2 separate regions of the Bicyclus anynana genome follow, and region 2 is linked to region 1. The links are chromatin contacts, called in public Hi-C maps. All regions are on one chromosome and are shown on one strand. Each heading gives the region's core, a stretch centred on a gene start, on an enhancer-like site or on the middle of the called end of the contact. The rest is flanking DNA. Distances are from core to core; before and after follow the strand shown.

What was found. Hi-C and Micro-C count contacts between places; a contact is called where the count stands out from the background.
Region 2: a Hi-C map of whole larva shows a contact between it and region 1, with 2.9 times the contacts expected there. The contact joins the enhancer-like site here to the promoter of LOC112042852 in region 1. A contact is called at or near these places in 2 of 2 Hi-C or Micro-C datasets (whole body and whole larva).

Annotation. Positions count from the first base shown.
Region 1 is chr12:7,738,384-7,741,535 of ilBicAnyn1.1, forward strand. It overlaps LOC112042852, which reads left to right and starts at 1,669. Exons shown (of 7, transcript XM_024078025.2): 1 at 1,669-2,284. The coding sequence starts at 1,996.
Region 2 is chr12:7,800,698-7,803,849 of ilBicAnyn1.1, forward strand. The region is part of intron 1 of LOC112042852; the gene reads left to right. Among protein-coding and RNA genes, the nearest start is that of LOC112042878, 39 kb to the right of the region's middle. Within about 2 kb of position 1,609, at least 7 of the 8 cell types and tissues checked have open chromatin away from gene starts, as enhancers often do.

The DNA.
Region 1 (3,152 bases), core at 419-2,918:
AACGCTTTGTTATTTAATAAAAATATTATTTTTTGTGCAAACTGTCTATTATTCTAAAGTATTATTATTTCAGTAAAGTAAATATCTTTCACCGATTTAAATATACCTAGGTACTTTCCTTTCCTTCCTACGTTTACAGAACCATACATCTAAACAAGCTATGTTTGTTTTGTAGGTACAAAAATACAAATAATAGTTGTAGAGTGAGTACACAGATAGGTTTAAATGTGCCTACCTATGTTATTGAATCCAAAAAACAATATAGAATTTTTGTTCTTTTGCCGGCAAAAGAACTTTTTGGAAGAAAGAAAAGCTTGATTACAGATCTACTTGATCCTTACGGTTTTTGCGGTTATTTATATCAATTATTAAATTAAGTTTATTTAATGCAGATCAGACGTAAGAAAAAAGTTTCTTACATCCGCATTCGTCGAGGACGAAGTCACCAATCGTTATTCGTTAGTAATGTAATAAAATAATTGTAAAAATCGTTGCTGAAATTAAATTTTATAGTTTTGTGAAACAATTCTCAAATTATATGATTATCAGAAAAGAATACTTATACTTAATAAATTTACTTATACTTAAAAAATTATATTTTCTTTAAATTTAGCGTCATCTATTATTTTACCGTCGAACTACGAAGCGGTCACCATGGTATCCGCTGGCTTTTTCGGTCTTGGTATAATTAACAAGCGCTGCCACCTATTGAGCATATGTTAAAACAGCTGGTATCTATCAGATTCCAAAAGATTAAAATTTTATTTTTATTTTAAAATAATAATTATGTTTAAAATAAAGATTTATTATTACTTGGAACAATAATTAGACACCAATTATATATTTTATTCAAAGTTATATTATTAGATAGTTCAAAACCGTGGTAACATATAGCTCCATCTTGTGCAGTTAAATGTAACTACTTGACTGTAAAAAACTTACATATTTTTCTACAGGTGGCGCATGAGGTAATGTTAAATGTTGCCAGTAAAATGACCTTTGCACAAATTGAAGGAAATAAGTTATGTGTCAAGAAAAAAAATGTTTATTTTATCAAAAAATTATAATGTTGAAATCAATATTTTTTTGACAATATACTTTAGTTAAATACATTTATGATAAAATATTAAAGTTAAATTATATTTGCTATTGCTTTAAAAAATAGATATATTAATTTGACAAAAATTAATATCTTTACCTAAAAAAAATTCAATACATATTTTATGATTTATTATACTAATAACATATTAGTTAGACTAATAGTTTAAAGAGGTTTCATGGTATTGTATTGAGGGGTTTAGCTGGATTTACTGAACCGATTTTCAAAATTCTTTTACCACTAGAAAGCCACAATATAGAGTGTCATAGACTATATTTTATCACCGAGAACGGGAACGGTGAACTACGCGGGTGAGACCGTAGGGCGTCGGCTAGTAGTTTATAAATATATGTATCTTTTAAGGCAATTTAAAGCAATTGATACCTAATTTTTTCTTATATTTTCATTAATAATATTAAACCTCACCATAAAACTAAAACAAAGTTTCAGAAAATATAAGATAAAAAGGAATCGTAGGCCTTTATACTTATAAAGCAATCGTGGGGAAATAAAGCAATCGAAAATGGCCACATCGACAACGGCTTCATTCATTTATTTTCATTCGGCCGGCTGCTACGGTCATTGAGTGATGTCGTTGTATAATAAGTGAAATGGCGGGATTTCGTGAATATGAAAAGTTTTTAACAAACTTTATTTTCTCGTTTTCATGAACGAAACCGTCTTTAAAAACAAAAGTACAGATTGTACATTGATATAAAGCTATATAAATAGTAAAGTTAGTGAAAGTTTGCCGGTTAGGATGTCGGTTAGTTCAAAGTGGCGGTTACCTGACATTTTTTGTGTGGTGTGTTGAATGGTTGCCGGAATTAAGTTAAATTCGCGCCGCGGGAATGGGTGAATAATCTGTTGTAGTTGTTTCGGGAACATCTACTGAGATGCCTTTTGTGCAGCGCGTGTTGGAGCCAAAGTTTCTCTCACGAACGAGTTTGCGAGATGAGAACGGGAAGCCTAAGGTCACAGATGAGGAACTCCAAGCGGTGACCAACTGTACACTTAGCAATGCGCTCCGGCAGCTCGCCTCTCTGGTTCTCCTGGCTGAAGACATCTTCAGCGAGCTCACGTCGCAGCTGGAAGGAATAACCGAGAGGTCGAAATGTGCGCGGACGAAGATTGAACGTATACACGACCTGGTCGAGAAGTATGACCCCAAGATAGTACCAGTCCGTAAGTACCATATAATGGCATTACACTAAACTTTTTTTAAGTTTAATTAACTTAATCTTGAATGTAGGTATCTGTAGGTACATATTAATTAAACATAGAAAAGATTAAAATATGGTAAGTAGGTAGGGTTAGTAACGAAGAATTTAAAAGTGCATACCTACTCAGTAGGGTTAGTATTATTTTACTACAATCAAGCCCGATGGAAAAGCAATGAATAGTTCTGTTCCTATGAAAGTCGTACATAATAGGTAGGTTCCTGATTTATGTTCCTAATAATTGTTGTAATGTATGTTGTACAAGTAAGCAAATAATTTACCTACTCGTGTGATGTACTTATTTTAATTTCACCTTGAAATCATCTCTGTAATAGTACGTTGACCTTTACCAGGTAAGTAATAAGTTATTTAGCTTAACTTTTAATCTTTTAATTAGCTTAGATTGACTCGTAAAAGAAATTGAAAATACCTTTTGACCCGAGCTTGAGATTTTATAATATTAAAATCATTGAGTTCAAGAGCAAAAAATTCAAGGTGAGGACTAAGTAATATATGTAATTCCTTCATTAATTTCTTTTTTATTGTATACGTATGCAAATAATAAGTAACTAGGTATCTTTATATGCAAATAATAAGTAACTTGGAATGTATACTTATTATACACACAATGTGCGTCTATCTTAAGGCGTGAAAAGCATATTCAACTTGGTTCCATCCTTTTATTCATCTTACATGATGAATGACATGAATATAATAAGTCTCTAGCCTTACAAAGATCTAACCTCATTTATGGCCACTTCGATTTTATTGAACAGGTGTAAAATATCTGCTAGATACTCATACACGTCATCTTAAAATACCTAAACATACCT
Region 2 (3,152 bases), core at 359-2,858, 62 kb after region 1:
TAAAAAACAATATAGCACCATTACTTTAATAATCCGGTTTTTAAGAAGCTAATACTCGTACTACCAACGGACCAAGGCGTGAACCCTCGTAATTTTAATTTTAAGTTTTTAACTATTTGTCATCATTCATTAACTAATAACATTACCTGACGTTTCAAAGTGCTTGTAAACAAAGCCTAATTGAAATAAATGAATTGTTTGACTTTGACTTTAAGAAGTCCGCTAATTGTTGAATTGTCATTATCTTCAACTACAAAAGCCAAGTCACGGAGAGGAGCTTCGTGACTTGATAAATAATAATCTCCAGGGATCATCCAATTGTTTCACAATCGCTTGACAACTATTCAATTTGGAGAAAGTCATTGTTAGAAATGTCTCGTTGTAATTTATTGTCAAAATGTGATACTGGGGGAGGAAAAGTGAAATGAGTAAAAAAGTGGTCTAGATTCTTTCTAAAATGATCATGGTAAGCCGTGGACTACCAAAATCAGTACCCTTCTTTTTGGCTTCGCCATAGTCGGGTAAAAATAGCTAATAGATCTAATATCCACATCACCGTGTTGTAAATCGTAGCGTACGTATGTCTATCAAAAATCCATGAAGAAGGGGAAGCTAAATCAGCGTACTACTAAAACAAACAACTCTAAAATAATAACTCTTCCCTAGGCAGGTAATTAACTTTTATCCGCCATCTAAAATTTTAATGAAGCAGTCCTACGTTTTATCGCTGATAAAATTAAACTTGATTTTACGTAGTAAAGATAATAAATTATAGAAAAACCAGTAAGTACGGCATTAATTTACTAAACGATCTTTAATTAAGTATGCACGAATATAGGTATAAGGTACATGACTTATAATTTAAAACAGTGTCCGAGACCGTATAGATACCTTCAGTGACTCAATTAGTAGTATTAAGACTAGGTTTCCTTAAATGTTATTGATCGATTACTTCTTCACATTTGTTTGTTCTTCATCATTTTGTTGTTTGTCTTTTTTCTTTTTGTTTAGATTAAGTTAATAATTTGTGGTATGTACCCTATGTAAGCATGTTGTGTTTGCTTCAAGTAGGCACAATTACATGAGGATGAGTAGAAGCTATTTTTAATATATGTTAGGTTAAGTCATTGTGCCAGTTTAGAAAACCAATAAAAAAAAAATTAACCGTTATTGTAACTAAAGAGTTTATGAAATAAAATGATAAACAACTTTATAATTCATCAACGGAAAATAACAACGATATAATAGGCGTTCTTATTGCTAAAATCCAACTCGTAGACATAACATAAAATAAAGACGAGGACTAATTTAGTCGTAAAACTATGTTGTTTCCAAATGTCAAGGAAAACAGACATAGGGCAGCTTTTTGTTCCGGAATGTCTTTCGGGACGAATGCCCATAAATCAAGCTACTTGTGTATCGTTGTGGCAACACAACACAGCACCGGAAAATAATAGCTAGTTACATTTCACACAAATGGCTTCGCACAAAACACACAAGACGTAATAATCATTCATAATAATCCTGTTTCATTTCGTATATTGCGTACACGGGAACGAGCGGTACGCGATGTCTCCCATAGAAATAAATCGCTCCTCATTCCTCCATCCCGATTTGGTGAAACGACTTCTGTACCTTGCGCTGATTTATTTAACGCCGTACTAGGAACTATGGACCGTAAGAATGTGAGCTACCGTTGTGACTTATTAAGCCCTATCTGTTTCTTTAACAGGGTTGCCTATTACATCCCTATGTCCTTTACGCAACCTTTTGTAAACTTGCTGTTTTATTGTTGAAGTTTTTATGTCTTAGAATGTTCTTACACGATATTTATTACCTATTACTATTACTCTGTTTTCAATGACCAGATGATTAACTTTATTAAATGAAAGCACCTATCATATTAAAGCTATTTACTAAGCAATACCTCGATAGGAAACAGTTATGTCAATATTTAATATTCCTTTAACTATATTTAGTTTACAAGCACTTTTTAAAACGTCAAGATTGGCTATTTTTTTCCTGATTTCAATATTTCTTAATACTTATACTACTAATACTTAAAACTGTAAATATTCATAATTTGGATACAATTCCATAGCATGGCGCTATCGATCGTATAAACAAAACTTTTATTTTTAGGTTATGAGTTGAATTACGAATCACTGCATTGGGATTTAATGAACCTTCACACCATAACAGTTGCTTTGCTCTATTATGCATTGGGCAATGTTTTAGCGTAACGAATTCCCACAATTGCGAATGGCTAAAATACGTATGGCTGAGCGAAGTCCAACGGAATTGGTATCAGACCGTAACCGTAAAGCGAATGGGTTAATAACCTTGATTCATCTGTTACGATGGGTGCTTTTGTTGTTTCGAAAAAATATGGCTATTCTTTCAATTACATGCCAGTACAGTGGATGCACTGGATCATGATTAGTTACCATCGTTGTACAACCTAGATTGTAAATTACCATTTTAAAAGCTAGCGAAGCATTAAGTTGCGTACCGCACGATACTTTTACCTACTCGTACTGTACCTCACGACAACGCTCCTAGCTCGTGGTTTTGCATGTACTGCAAGTGTTTGATACTTAATATTCATGACGTACTAACAAGTTAACGATAAAAACAATTCTAAAGCAAGATTATACAGTGACCTTCTTTAAACTATTATATAACTATCAACCACCATCTTTAAGAATTCGTCAAATTTAATAATCTAGAATTTAGATTATGTCAAACCACGAGAAACAAATTTTACATCGATGATTGTAAATCTAAGTGAACGAAATCTAAAATCTTGTAAATTAAAAAACTTTTTGTAGTCTTTTTACTAATGAACATTACTGGAATACTGTAAATCAAATAAATAAACGAGAGGAAAGTCACATTCCAAAATAAACTCAACAAGGATAATATCTATTTAGGCATATCACAGTCGAGAGTTTTCCGTTCTCGTGTAGAGCCTGTGTCATGTGAGTGACATCAAAATCAGATAGCAATGACAGAGCGTGCATCCGTCAGGGACTTGTTTCCGGATGCATCTAATACGGATACTTGTAAACCGAGATCATGGAAATTGTATGGTACATTTTTTAACCGGGCTAACTGATACTTACGGGGCAATAACCCTGTTGGGATTTAAT